4 separate regions of the Sus scrofa genome follow, and all the other regions are linked to region 4. Evidence: chromatin contacts called from public Hi-C and HiChIP or PLAC-seq data. All regions are on one chromosome and are shown on one strand. Each heading gives the region's core, a stretch centred on a gene start, on an enhancer-like site or on the middle of the called end of the contact. The rest is flanking DNA. Distances are from core to core; before and after follow the strand shown. Region 1 overlaps KIF13A (kinesin-like protein KIF13A). Region 2 holds the start of FAM8A1 (protein FAM8A1). Region 3 holds the start of NUP153 (nuclear pore complex protein Nup153). Region 4 holds the start of NHLRC1 (NHL repeat containing E3 ubiquitin protein ligase 1).

The links. Hi-C and Micro-C count contacts between places; a contact is called where the count stands out from the background. HiChIP or PLAC-seq counts read pairs in DNA pulled down with a chosen protein or histone mark.
Region 1: a Hi-C map of subcutaneous adipose tissue shows a contact between it and region 4, with 2.2 times the contacts expected there. The contact joins the enhancer-like site here to the promoter of NHLRC1 in region 4. A contact is called at or near these places in 3 of 5 promoter capture datasets (fetal liver, fetal skeletal muscle and liver), 17 of 47 Hi-C or Micro-C datasets (brain, embryonic fibroblasts, epiblast stem cells and 10 more) and 2 of 2 datasets of contacts at active chromatin or transcription factors (alveolar macrophages and skeletal muscle).
Region 2: a contact with region 4 is called in an H3K27ac HiChIP or PLAC-seq map of alveolar macrophages. The contact joins the promoter of FAM8A1 here to the promoter of NHLRC1 in region 4. A contact is called at or near these places in 4 of 5 promoter capture datasets (fetal liver, fetal skeletal muscle and liver), 20 of 47 Hi-C or Micro-C datasets (adipocytes, alveolar macrophages, blood and 13 more) and 2 of 2 datasets of contacts at active chromatin or transcription factors (alveolar macrophages and skeletal muscle).
Region 3: a Hi-C map of embryonic fibroblasts shows a contact between it and region 4, with 5 times the contacts expected there. The contact joins the promoter of NUP153 here to the promoter of NHLRC1 in region 4. A contact is called at or near these places in 3 of 5 promoter capture datasets (fetal liver, fetal skeletal muscle and liver), 16 of 47 Hi-C or Micro-C datasets (alveolar macrophages, embryonic fibroblasts, epiblast stem cells and 10 more) and 2 of 2 datasets of contacts at active chromatin or transcription factors (alveolar macrophages and skeletal muscle).

What each region holds. Positions count from the first base shown.
Region 1 is chr7:13,555,692-13,559,239 of Sscrofa11.1, reverse strand. The region is part of intron 14 of KIF13A (kinesin-like protein KIF13A); the gene reads left to right. Among named protein-coding and RNA genes, the nearest start is that of NUP153, 91 kb to the right of the region's middle. Within about 2 kb of position 2,214, at least 8 of the 83 cell types and tissues checked have an H3K27ac peak or open chromatin away from gene starts, as enhancers often do. A contact at or near this core is called in retroperitoneal adipose tissue and subcutaneous adipose tissue, where this site is marked.
Region 2 is chr7:13,376,192-13,379,655 of Sscrofa11.1, reverse strand. It overlaps FAM8A1 (protein FAM8A1), which reads right to left and starts at 1,527. Exons shown (of 4, transcript XM_021100215.1): 1 at 677-1,527. The coding sequence starts at 1,394.
Region 3 is chr7:13,464,961-13,468,580 of Sscrofa11.1, reverse strand. It overlaps NUP153 (nuclear pore complex protein Nup153), which reads left to right and starts at 2,004. Exons shown (of 22, transcript XM_001926651.6): 1 at 2,004-2,684. The coding sequence starts at 2,574.
Region 4 is chr7:13,815,543-13,818,906 of Sscrofa11.1, reverse strand. It overlaps NHLRC1 (NHL repeat containing E3 ubiquitin protein ligase 1), which reads left to right and starts at 1,263. Exons shown (of 2, transcript NM_001258302.1): 1 at 1,263-1,608; 2 at 1,611-2,664. The coding sequence starts at 1,316. The coding sequence ends at 2,502.

The DNA of each region.
Region 1 (3,548 bases), core at 965-3,464, 260 kb after region 4:
CTAAAGATATAGAACTGGGTGTTATCACTATTGCCTGTCTTGAAAGTGGAGCTGCAGTGTATAGTGGAAGAGTTAAACTATTGTTTTAGGACTGATCTGAAGATAATCCATGAAGGAGGGGGAGGCAAAGGAGTCAGAAGCCATGGAAGTAAACAGCAGGATACAATGATGGAATCCAGGGCAAGAGAACATTTAAAGAAGTCAGAGAGGAAGCTAAGGAGCTCCTGTTGGACATAGCAATTAGGAAGACACTCGCAACCATGGGATATTTAGGTGTCATGTGGTGGTGATTAGAGAAGGAAAAAAATGCAAGGAAGGAAGACAGTGAGGTGAGAAAGCAGGTGGAGACTCTTGGTTGTGAAGATGGAAATAGGTTTGGGGAGACACAGCAGGAGAAGGCCCCGAGGGATTAAGGGATAGTCATTATTTCCTCAGATCTATCCTCAGATCCACCAGTTCTCTCATGACCTGCCTTGCCTGCTGCTTAACCATTCTCCTAAGTTTTGCATTTCAGTGTCTGTTTTTCATTTGCAGAAGTTTAGGAAGTCCTTTTTCAGATAAGCCTGGTCTCTATTGGTGGAGTCTTGTTTTTCACTCCATAGTGTGCTTTAATAATTTTATTTTTACTTACTTTATTGCCCTTATTTGGAAACCCTATTCTCCAAATTTGAAGATTCCCTTCATTCCAACTGCTTGTTGTATCTGCTGATAACTTTGCTTCCTAAAGCAGTCATGATATTTTAGATGTGCTTATTTATCTTCAGCAGTTTATCTGTGGAAGTCCTGGTGGCCTGGGTGCGGCTATATAAATTCCTTCAGAGAGATTTTATATTTGTTTCTTTCAAGTGCCCTAGGCATGCGTCCAAACAGAAATTACTTTTTATGCTAATTTCTTGGCTTGACTACCCAACCAGGCAGTTTCCATAACTTTTTTTTTTTTTTTATTGTAATAAGAGCATACTCAAATGGCAGAGTGATGTGTGTATATGTGTGTTCAGGGCTGTGTGTGTGTGTGGGGGTGTGTGTGTAACCACCTACATAGTAATTGATATGTAAGAGAGGTGAAGCTTCTATTTTTCTCTAATTTCCTCTGGAACTGGTTTTAGTTTTATTCTAGAATAACACTGCACTACTGAACTTTTTTATAGAAAAGTTTATGAATCTGCTAAGACCATTTGGTAGCCACTATTGAGATGATGCTGTTGAAAATTAATATGTAGCTAGGGAGAATGAGAACCTGAATTTTTTTTTTTTTTTTTTTGGCCACACCCATGGCTTGTGGATGTTCCCAGGCCAGGGATCAAACCCATGCCATGTCACCACCCTGAGCTGCTGCAGTGATAATGCCAGATCCTTAACCTACTGTGACACAAGGGAAATCCCAAGAATTGTATTTTTAAAATTATAATTCAGAGTTTAAAATAATAAAGGACACTGAGTAACACATTTCTACTGTTGATCATACTGCAATTCCTAGAATTTCTGGAGGGTTTTTCAGACACTTTAATAAGCAAAGGGAAAATATTTTCCTTAAAAACTGACTACTGATTTTTTTTTTTTTTTTTTTTTTTTTTAGGTAGAAGAGATAAGTATTCTATACAATTGGAAAAAAAAATCTTCTATCATCCTTTTGACAAAAATGTGTATATATTTATAGTGTTAAAAAAACAAAATTCAAGGAAGTTCCCTTGTGGCACAGCAGGTTAAGGATCCAGTATTGCTGCAACCATGGCACAAAACTGTAACTGTGGCACAGGTTCGATCCCTAGCCCAGGAATTTCCACGTGCCACGGGTACAGCCAAAAAACAAACAAAACCCTCCAAATTTGAGTAAATTTGAAGATGGAATTGCTGTATGAAATGGTTCGTGAATTAGGCACCATCTCAGACAGAACGATCCTCTGAGGGGTTACACAACCTGGAAGAGTTACATAATAAGAAGGGTGGGTCAGGGAAAGGAAATCATTAGCAAGGACGTTCATTGGAGGAAAGTAAAAGTTCAAGTGACACCTCTCCTTGACTGAGCCGTGGCGTTTTTATTGGCTGGGCTTGTTGCTAGGCAGGAAGGAGGCCTGTCTTCTTCCTGCTGGGGTAGCAGAATAGTTGTACTTTACCCCCCCTGTTTTGGGGGTACAAGGTAGGTTTCTTCCTGTTGGGGTCATTAGCTGACGTCTTTCATTTGAGGTAAGTAATGGCAGGATGTGAGTTTCCTCTTGAGGCTTCTTGACCTCAATTTTAGTTAAGGTTTCTTTTCAGTAATTTTCACAAGGGACAAATATGTGCATGCATATTCTGATCTCATTTTCCATTTTCGGCAGATGAATAAATCAGAATATAATTCCAAATAGATGGGAAACAGACTTTCAAAACTTGAGTCACAATGTTGCGAGTCATTTGGATAGGAGCGTGTTAGTGTAAAATATACACACCAAAGTTTTCCTATGTTTGTGTATGGCATATTAAAAACATTTTAGATGATATTCCAGAGTACTTTTAATTAATAAAATTTTAGGAGTTCCCGTTGTGGCTCAGTGGGTTAAGAACTGACACAGTATCCATGAGGATTCGGGTTTGATTCTTGGCATCACTTAGAGGATTAAGGATCCAGCATTGCCACAAGCTGTGGCCTAGGTCGCAGATGTGGCTTGGATCTGGCATTGCTGTGGCAGTGGTGTAGGCCTGCCGCCCGCAGCTCCAATTTGACCCCTAGCCCAGGAACTTCCATATGCCACAGGTGTGGCCCTAAAAAAAAAAAGAAAAGGAAAAGAAAGAAGAAGAAAAAAATATATATATCTTAGTCACCAGATTTGAATTCTACCACAAAGGTAAAATGTGGTAACATTTTTCATATGTGAATGCTCCTTGTTCCATAACTTTGAGCTTGAGAGTTCCCTAAAGATAAGGAACCAGCTGAGACTATATGATAAAAGCAATTTACAAAAAAATTAAAACTCAAAGTAATACTCTTTATTTTTCTCCATCAAACTTCACCTGACAGTCTTTTAGCAAATTAAATTTCAGTTAATTAACTAATTAGTTATCCCCATAATGTTTTGTTTTGCCCTTAAAGGCTAGTAAATGTCTTTAAGTGAAGGAAACATTTATAAGAAGACTAAAATTGTCCATGCTAAAAAATCTGGAGGACTTTTCCTCTCCCACTAAAAAAAGCCACAAAGACAGAGCTTTAGCTGTGTCAAAGGATCAGTTGATGAGATCTTCTAATAAGCAGAAAATCCTACATAACTCATTTAGGCTCCTGACTTCACAGCCCCTGCATGGCCCATGAGCTGTAGAAAGTTGCAATGTGAGGGAAACCGCACTATTGAAAGACCACCTCCCATGTCTATTCCACAGTTGCTTCTTCAAAATTTGTTTCAGACAAGTCCAAGATGCACAGACCAGCACAAACCCAGAGACCGGTGAACATCATTTATGGTGTGACATATACTGTGTAATTGAGACTATTACAGTTGTTTTCCATACCCCTAATTATTTGCTTATTTTTATTAAAGGATAATTGACTTACAGTATTATATTAGTTTCAGGTA
Region 2 (3,464 bases), core at 278-2,777, 440 kb after region 4:
AAAGTAAATCCCTGTGCTCCTCATCTCACCCTTATTCATTTAGTTTGTCTTGCTTTCTATGTAACAAACCCAATGATTCCCAGGGAGCTTGCAAATTCCAGCAACTAGGTCTGTCCCATATTATCTGTGGTTGAATTAAAATAAAAAGTCTAAATAATAAACTAAAAAGTGTAAATAATTAAAAGTATTCTAATTCCCAAACAGAAGTAAACAATCTACAAGATTAAGCCAAGGCCCAAAGGTTGTAACTCCATTTGGATTCGTGTAAATCTTATTATCCATCAGTTCCGTTGTCCCTAATACACACAAGCGCTATTAATTATATATATTTCACCTATGTTATCATATGCTGGGTAATATATATAATAAAGCCATGTCTGGGTTATTTCCAGCATTACCAGTCAAAACTCCTCCTCCCTCCATGGTGAACTTTGCCATCCGAGAACTAAGCTTTGGACCTCACTCCAGAGCATGGAGATCAAAGTAAGAGAATGGTCTTTACACGTGTGAACGATTAGTCCCAGGAGTCAACTGAGACCGCCAGGTCTAAAGAAAAAGCAAACTAGAACCTGGCTGTACACTTGGGGAACAGAAGGCCTGGGCCAACCCCAGCTGACGGACGAGAAACAACCGCGCCGGCTCTACCCCCAGGTCCTTCCCTGAAGAGCCTTCTCACCTGCCTGCCGCCCAGTCTCGCTCGGGGCTCGCGAAGCGGCGGCGGATGCTACCCTGGCCACTGGGGCTGCCCGGGCCGAAGGCTGCACGTGAGGGGCGCGGCCTCCCGGGCCACCGACCGGGGCGGGAGTGGCAACGCCGGCGGCTGCCCCCGGCTCAGGCCGGGCCGCCGCGGCGCTCAGGAAGTAGAAGGGGTTGTAGTAGCCCAGCTGGAGGGGCGGCGGCGCGGCGGTCTGAGGGGCGGCGGCGGCAGCGGCGGCGGCGCCCGAGCTGTAGTTCGGCGCGGGCGGCTGGGGGCTGCAGTAGGCGGGGAAGGCGGCCAGGCCGCTGTGCCAGGTGAGGTAGCCGCAATAAGACTGCCACAGCCACTCGTGCACCTGCCGGGAGTACTCGCGGGCGCTCAGCCGCGCCGGCCTCTCCCGCGGCGCCCCGGCCTCGGGTGCCTCGCAGCCTGCCGGCGCCTGCATTCCCGAGCCGGAGCCCGAGCCCGCCTCCCCGCGATTCCCGGGCTCGCGCGCCGGCTCCGAGGTCTTGGCGGCGGCCGCGAGGCCCGAGGCTGGGGGCCGGCCCGGGGCCTGGGGTTCGGCCTGCGGCCCGTCTCGGGGGCGTGGGGCGGCGGCAGCAGGAAGGCCTCTCAGGGCAGGGACGGGCTCGTGGTCCCCTCCGCCGTCGTCCTGCCCAGGAGGGCGGCCTCGAGCTTCCTCCGGCCCCTCTGCCATCGTCGCCTCAGCAGCACCCTCAGCGGTCCTGTCACTGCGCCGTCTCCTGCCCCGCTTGCCCCTCCCCAACGGCCCCGTAGCCACCGCAGCAGCCGCGAGCGTCAACAATCCACCACCGGAAGCGGAAACCCCCCCTTCCGCGTCGCCGGCGCGGGGCGGGGCAAGGAGGCGGGGCAGGGAAGTGGGCCTTCGTGTTCCCGAGCTGGCTTCGGAGGCTGACACTGGAATTGGGCGTCCTGCGCTTACTAGTTGTAGGTCCAGACTGTCACCGCCAACACCCACGCCCCGTACACCTCTTGCGTTTTTAATTAAGGCCGGAGGCTTCTCTTGATATTCCCACCGGCTGAGGACTGGGGCTGTCCCGGGAGAAACAGCTGATGGAGAAAGGGGGATTTATGAGAAGTCCCAAGGGTGTGTGCCCCCCTTTCTATTACGGAGACGCGATTGTCTTGATCACTAGACACGGGGCTTGTTGCGTATTTCTGTCTGCATTCATTCCATTAGGTAGTTCTCACCCATTTGTACTCAGCAAGGTGATACGAGACAATCCTCTAAGAGAATTAGAAACTAATAACCAAACTAAACAGACGTATCAGGATAGTACGACTCAGCTGCAGCGATCTTCATTGTAATAAGAAAGAGATTATGCTACTTTAAGAGCTAGACTCTGTCTTGATTCTGGAGCTAACTTCTGTTCCTAAAATCCTACTTTCCAGTGCTGCACACACAAGCCTGATACGCCAGCAAAACCGTGCCTTTCCTCAGACCCACGGTCTCGCCCTCTGGCACCTGCCTTTTCCTTTATTTTCTGTTAAGGCAGGGCCCTATCCATATCTCAGGGCTTTGGAATCTGCTCCCACTACCACAGATCAGGCATGGTTTCCTCTTCTTCTGAATTATATATGGTACCTTATGTATTTATATTTTAATATACTTTCCTATGTCCTTAAGTTGGTTAAGTGATAGAAATATGTCTTTGTATCCCCAGTTCCATACAAAAGATCTACAGGGGCTTAGTACTGTGGGTCTATACTGTAGGTCTATTTGTTAAGAGGGATTCCCAGAATCATTATTGACTTTGCTCTAGGAGATAAAAGTAAAAGTCTTAGGAGTTAAGGATTCCGAATGCAGTGGCTTGAATCACTGGGGAAGTGCAGATTCAGTCCCCTGCCTGGCACAGTGGGTTAAGGATCCCGTGATGCCGTAGCTGTGGCTTGGATTCAGTCCCTGGCCCTGGAACTTCCCTATGCCGTGGGTGAAGTAAACAAAAAAGCTTAACCTTAGCCCTTAGGAAGCTAATATAGGGGTTTGGTTTAAAGGGACATTTTCATGAAACACTTGAAGACCTACTTAAGATAATACCAGTGCAATATGAATCCAAAACATGAGAAAGCCCATATAGATAGAAAGGTTATCCTTCCAAATGTGGTTTTACAAATCAACTGTGAGGAAGTTGTAACAATAAAACTTGCATTCCAAGTTTGGATTGGGAAGGCAGGAGAAGCAGGAATAAAGAAGTGAAGATGACATAGAATGATTGTGAAATATTGTGGTTATTGGAGACACAGACTGTGTGTTGAATACCACTGAAGAGGTAGCACCTGGTATACTATCACTCACATAGTAGACCTTTATATTAAGATTCTTGGTGGCAGTTGTCAGAAACCCAATTGTAACTGACTCAAGGGAGAAAAAGTAAATGAATTTACTGACTTGCATAAAATGTTCAGAAGTTTATAGATAATAAAGTAGAGAAAAACAGGCGATTCCTGGAACTTTCTCTGACTTGCTTTTGAGAAAGTAAGAGTGTTTCAGTGAGAAACTTAATTCTAATGGGCTTAAGCAAAAAAAAAAAAAAAAAAAAAAAAAAAAGTCATTGCCTTTTGTAACCAACAAATTCAGAGGTTCTATATAAGAAGTGTCGACAGGGAGTTCCTGTTGTGGCTCAGTGGAAACAAACCCAACTACTAACCACGAGGATGCTGGTCCAATCCCTGGCCTTGCTCAGTCAGTTAAGGATGAGGTGTTGCTGTGAGCTATGGTGTAGGTTGCAGATACAGCTCGGATGTG
Region 3 (3,620 bases), core at 755-3,254, 350 kb after region 4:
AGGGATCCAAGCTGCATCTGCAAACTACATCACAGCTCACAGGAATGCCAGATCCTTAATCCGCTGAGTAAGGCCAGGGATAGAACCCACATCCTCATGGATACTATTTGGGCTCATAATCGGCTGAGCCACAACGGGAACTACATGGCCCAGCTCTATTGCATGTCCTTTCCTTTCAGAGCAGCGCTATGAATGCTGTCCCAAACACCAAAGAACAGCCTCCAAGAAAGGAATGATTTTTGAGTCCCCATTCACACTCCTGTGCTGGATTCTGAGTTTAGTAGGGTGAAAGGGGCAAATGGGATGCGGCTACAGTTCAATCTTCTATTTACGTCATGCAAGTAAAGATTCAGGTACAGATCTTTCCTGGGTATTAAAGCTTTTTAGGAATGACTACTTTGCTTGTCACATACCTAGCTAAGAATTGCGAAAGACAAACAATTGTATTAAAGGATGAGGTGCCTCTGGGGAAAGAGCTTGTGTACCTGGAGAGTCTAGTGAGAAGTTAGTGGTGGAGTTGGGGCATGAAGGTATAAAATGGAAGCACAAAAGGAAGTAGATTAATTTTGTCCATCATATTTGGGAACTTTTTATAGTCTTGGTGGTGATAAGGTCAGAGATGCCATTTGTTCTGTCAGCCTATGCTGGAAGATGCTGCAAATTCTAAGGTACTGCTTAAGTTTGGCTTCACCTTTTGACTTATATGATTTATATAGCGATTGGAATCATGCAATTTGGTGGTAGAGATGGTATAAAAGTCTTGAGGTTAATTATTTGTATCAGATAACTGGATGATATTAGATGCTTTCTGTCTAAGCAGTTATTATGAATTATGTATATTAATCCTTTCACCAGAACCACCAACTTGTTGAGGTTAATATTCATTCTATTTGCAGATGAGGAAACTGAAGCGTAGAAAGAGGATCAGTAACTTACCCAAGGCTACACAGCTAGTAAGTGATAGATTTAAAATTAAGTTTATTTGAATCCAAAGCTATTTATAAGCTTTAAAATCAATTGTCTCAAATGGAACATTAAGCCCATGTGTTTTCACAGAAGTAGATTTTCTTTCTAATCACTTGGTTACTTGTTTCAACTCCTACAGAAAAGTTGGGTTATAGTCCTGGCTTTGACTGCCCAGTTCAGTGTCCTCCAATATGTCGACTAAATTCTCCGGAACCCCGTCTTGTCCGTTGAATGAGGGCTGGCGCACGTGATCACCCAGATCTTTCTAACGGTCAACTTTTAAAAATCGCTATACTTTGTGGATTAAGTCTTTGAGCCTAACTCACTTTTCACTTTGCTAAATATAATGCCTTCTATTTGGAGCAAATATATGTATACTTTTATTACTGGTAATATACGGCTTACCTCTAACGTGAGCTTGACTGCTGTAGGTGATCACCGTAACCATTTATTGCATCTCTTGCATGCCAGGAAATACACTAAGTGCTCCACGTAGATGATCGCAACAGCTGTATAAGCTGGATTTTAAAGTTCCCATTTTATAGGGGCGGAAGGTTTTGACTTCAAGGTCAAACTTAAGTGGTGGAGCCAGACAGCACTTGTGTGTTTGACAACAAAGCCCTTATTGTAACGGACATTAATGAAACTGTATATATTTGCTAATTCTGTTTTAGGCTTAAAGATCATAGACACTGTCTTTTCAACCAGTTTTTTTCTTTTTATAAGATATTGTTAGCTTCTCTCTGTGATTTTACTATGTGCTTACTTTCTTCCCGCTTTACCATTCCAGAGAAGGAAAGTGGGAAGGAGGTTACCGTTTGTGTTAAATGCCTCTTTCAAAGTTTAGAATCAAGAGCAGTTAAAAGGAACGGAACCCCTGGCTTTGTGCCTCTGCAGGGAACCGCCGCTCTCCTTCCGCGTCCTCCGTTCTGAGCACGCGCCTCCTTCCGTTGAACTACGTTTCCCAGCGGCCCGCGCGGCTGAGAGCGCGGGCTCGACTAGCCCTTCCCACCTCCCCGCCTATCACCTGGTCACATCGTGATGATGCAAACTCGTCGCGCGCTGACTAGTGACGGCGTCCTGGCTCGCGACCGCAGCGGCGGCCTTAGTAGCGGTAATAGACGCAACAGCGGCGATTGCAGGGACGACGACGACGACGGCGGGGCGGGCGCTGTGCGCAAAGGGGAGGGGTAGGCGGGCGGCGCCGGCGGCTTCAACTGCGGCAGCTACGGCTAGGGCGACGGAAGAAGAATCCCCGTCAGCCGGCGGTCGCGTTAGGCCTAAGCAGCGCTTGGAACCTCTTGTGTTGTCCTCGCGGAGAATCTCCATAGAGACGGTGACATACACAGAGGCGGGGGTCCGCGGGAGGCTGCCGGACGGGAGCCAGGTCCTCGGCCTGTGTCGCCGCCACCCCCTTCGCTGCCGCCAGCGCGCATTCTCTCTCGGCTCCTGCTCGCAGACCCGCGGTTCCTGGTGTGCCTGTGACCCACTGTGTGGGCAGCGCGGACGGACTTTTGGGCTGGGGCCGGGCGGGGGGGCCTCAAGGCCGCCTCTGCCTCTCCCGCCCCCTAACCCGCTCCTCAGGGGGAAGCCGCGGAGGCTCCGCCATGGCCTCGGGAGCCGGAGGCTTAGGAGGGGGCGGTGGCGGCAAGATCCGGACGCGGCGTTGCCACCAGGGGCCAATTAAGCCTTACCAGCAGGGGCGACAACAGCACCAGGTACGGGACCCCGGCGCCTCGGGGCCTAGCGGGTCGGGCACTGGGGTGGGGAGGGAACGGGCGTGAGGGGTCCGGGGCCCCACGTGGAGCGGACGGGAGGGCCTGAGCGAAGGCCCGAGCAGGGCGGCGGGAGCTCGGGCCGCTGGGGTGGCGACGGGAAGTGGGCTGAGACAGGCCAATCTTGCGGCGCACACGTGTGGTTCGGGCCGCCTCTCCCCAGCCCTCTTAGCCTGGGGCTTTCCCCCGACCGGCGCAGGGCGGGAACAGAAATCCTAGGCCACGACGGGCCTAGGATTCTTTCGTTTTTGGCGGGGATTGGGGGTGTGAGGGTGTTACCCACGTCTTCTGGATGGGAGAAAGGAAAAGATGTGGCTGGAGGCCCCTACGTTTGATATTTTCTAGTCTCCCGCGTTTCAGCGTGAGTGGGGAGGGGGCTGCCCTGGGGTATCGGCCTCTGGGGCCCCCGGGGGTTGGTGGTGGTGGGGGGCGCTGTTAAACGGCAAGTGGAAGAAGTTACTCTCAACCTATTAGTTAATTCTCCATCTCCCCTTCCCGGGTGCCTCCCGATCTGAGAGCGTTGACTTAGATTTTTGTTTTCTTAACCGGGTTATAGTTAGTGGCACCGGGGCATTTTGAAAGTCCCTCTCCGCACTTACGTCTTTTTTCCGTCGCAAGACTCTTCCCTCCCCACTATGTCCACCCCTCCCCTTTTTATTTTGGAGGCTAGAATTGGCCATTGCGCACAGTTGACCGGAACTCCAGTTCTCATCTCATGCACAAAATATTTTAATATTATGGGACGTACTTTAGGAAGTTCAGGTACTTTTTAATAGTCTAGGAATATTGGTGGTCTTATAATTTAGTCACCTTGTGTACTCGTGGGCGCTCGAAATTATGAACAGGGGTTTAGTCTAATTGTAACTGAGATGTTAGAGT
Region 4 (3,364 bases), core at 14-2,513:
GGATCCCGAGTTGCTGTGGCTCTGGCGTAGGCCGGTGGCTACAGCTCCAATTTGACCCCTAGCCTCCATATGCCGTGGGAGCGGCCCAAGAAATAGCTAAAAAAAAACAAGACAAAAAAAAAAAGAAAAGAAAGTGTTCTAATTTCATTCTCTTACATGTGGTTGTCCAGTTTTCCCAGCGTGGTTTATTGAAGAGACTATCTTTCCTCCAGTGTATGTTCTTGCCTCCTTTGTCATAGATTAGTTGACCAGAGCTTCTTGGGTTTATTTCTGGGCCTTCTGCCGTGTTCCTTTGATCTATATTTCTGGTTTTGTGTCAGTACCATACTGTTTTGAGGACTGTAGCTTTGTAGTAGAGTCTGAGGTCAGCGAGCCTGATTCCCCCAGTTCCTTTTTCTTTCTTTTCAATAGTGCTTGGGCTATTCGAGGTAAACTGTCTGGCTTCAAATCCTAGCCTGGCCACTTTCTAGCCATGTGACCCTGGGCAAGAAACTCAACCTCTACAAACTACGGTAGAAAAGGGGTGATGAAAATACCTTGTAGGATTGTCATAACCTGTGGAAACCACTTAAAAGAGGGCAAGGCATGGAATAAATTTGATAGTAATTATGATTAACAGCTTTCTTATTTTATATCAATTTTTCTAGAGGATATGCCCAACCTGGTTCCAGCCTCAGACACAAATTCACCTAGTAGATTTCAGGTATTGTCTTATAATATTCCTTCCTTAGTACATAAATTCATTTTACAAGTGTGCGTTAAGCATCTACTTTACTAGAAGAGTAATAGAAGACCTCAAAGAAGTATGTGTCCCTGCCTCATCCCCTTGAGTTTTAAGTTCCCTTGTGCGTCTGTGTATTCCCAGTCGGATAAGCATCGTGAACCCTGAGACCAGGTTTCTTGCCTGGGCAGCCCCAGCACACAGCATCGCCAATGGGAAACTGCAGGGGGGAAACTAGGGTAAAATCTAGTTTTTACTAGAAAAATCTGGATGATAAAGAGCAACCCGCTTGTCCTCAATAGGTGTGTTCCCTCAAGTGTAAAGTGAAGAGAATCCGTCCATGGCTGTTGAAAATTACAGGTTTGACTACACGCTGTGGATGCAGGCTATAAGTACCCACCGTCAGGCCTTCAGGATACAGTTCGGCGCGCGCCCACCAGGGGGCAGCAGGTCTCGGCCGAGCTGCCTGCCGCCGCGGACGTCAGGTCCAGCGCTCCGCCCCGTGACCCGTGACCGTGACCCAGGGCGGCGCGGGGGCAGCGTGCGGCTCCGTCTGCTGGCCGGCTGGGCGGCGCGGCGCCCGGGGCACGGCAAATGGGTGCCGAGGCCTCCGGGAGCGGGTTGGCTCTGCGGGAGCTGATGCGCGAGGCAGAGATCAGCCTGCTCGAGTGCAAAGTGTGCTTTGAGCGGTTTGGCCACCGCCAGCAGCGGCGCCCGCGCAACCTGCCCTGCGGCCACGTGGTCTGCCTGGCCTGCGTGGCTGCTCTGGCGCATCCGCGGACGCTGGCCCTCGAGTGCCCCTTCTGCCGGCGAGCCTGCCGGGGCTGCGACACCAGCGACTGCCTGCCCGTGCTGCACCTCCTGGAGCTCCTGGGCTCCGCGCTTCGCCGGCGCCCGCGGCCTCCCGCGGCGCCCCCTCCTCCCCAGGGACCCTCACCTGCCACTACGCCTTCGGCGGCTGGGGGACCTTGGTCAACCCCACAGGACTGGCGCTGTGTCCCAAGACAGGACGGGTCGTGGTGGTGCACGACGGCAAGAGGCGGGTCAAGATCTTTGACTCCGCGGGAGGATGTGTCCATCAATTTGGAGAGAAGGGGGACGCTGCTCAGGACATTAGGTACCCACTTGACGTCACTGTCACCAACGACTGCCATGTGGTTATCACCGACGCCGGCGACCGCTCCATCAAAGTGTTTGACTTTTTTGGCCAGATCAAGCTTGTTATTGGAGGCCAGTTCTCCTTGCCTTGGGGTGTGGAGACCACCCCTCAGAATGGGGTCTTGGTAACTGACGCAGAGGCAGGGGCCCTGCACCTCCTGGAAATCGACTTTCCGGAAGGAGTCCTTCGGAAAACTGAACGGTTGCAAGCTCACCTGCACCAACCCAGGGGGGTGGCCGTGTCCTGGCTCACGGGGGCCATCGCGGTCCTAGAGCACCCCCGGGCTCGGGGAACCGGAACCTGCAGCACCACGGTGAAGGTGTTCAGTGCAAGTATGCAGCTCATCGGCCAAGTGGATGCCTTTGGGCTGAGCCTCTTTTTCTCCTCCGAAATAACTGCCTCGGCTGTGACCTTTGATCACCAGGGAAATGTGATTGTTGCTGATACTTCTAGTCAGGCTGTCCTATGCTTAGGAAAACCCGAGGAGTTTCCAGTCCTGAAGCCCATCATCACCCAGGGCCTTTCCCATCCTGTGGCACTGACCTTCACCAAGGAAAATTCTCTTCTTGTGCTGGACAGTGCAGCGCATTCTATAAAAATCTATAAGGTTGACTGGGGGTGATGGGGAGTGGTGGGGGCCCCAGGGCCTGGCATCAGAAGCCCTAGAGCTACAACTTTTGGTTGCTTAACCCTGGATAAGTTACTTAATCTGTCCAACAGAGATAATTACAATTTCTGGTAGCCTTACAGAGGTTAAGGCAATTATTAAAGAATGTTAATTAAATCTACCATTTATTGATTATGTACTTCATGTGCTAAGAAATTTGCAAATATTAGCTCATTTAAGTTTATGGTAATTTCTATTATGAATCCCATTTTAGAGACGAGAAAACTTAGACCCAGAGGGCTTAAGTGATTTACTCAAAGTCACATTTACTCACTAAGACAGTCACAATTGGAACTCAATTCTGACTGCAAATCTGCTTGCTCTTAAATAAGATAACAGATGTGGGGGGGGAATTGAGATTGTATATTGTTGCTGTGCATACACTACAAGTAGCTATTTAGTTAGAGGCACAGAGAAAGACTAGAGAGAGTTCAAGAGAAAAGGATTTTGTGGTGGACCTCAGATTTTTCAACCTGCCGTTTCTTCGACGGCACATTAGAGAGAGTCACTGTGAAGCCAGAGTTACTTGAGTAAGAAAAATGGAAATTGCTTTTTCAAAAGATGTAAGTTTTCTTAGTGCCTGTAGCTCCTCCACTCAATCAACTGGGTTGGTCGAGAAAGGCCTGTGTTGACATAAGTTCTAAACTCCTGCAGAACATTCTAAACCTACCAGTGTTTGGGGGCTGGATGATATTCCTGTTGATGTTGTTTAAGAGATAAGTCACCATAGTCAATTCATGGCAGAAATGATTTGCCTGCCTTGTTATGATCACTGGTAACCTGAGACACTTTTGTGATGGGGTGTTTCTCAGTCCAG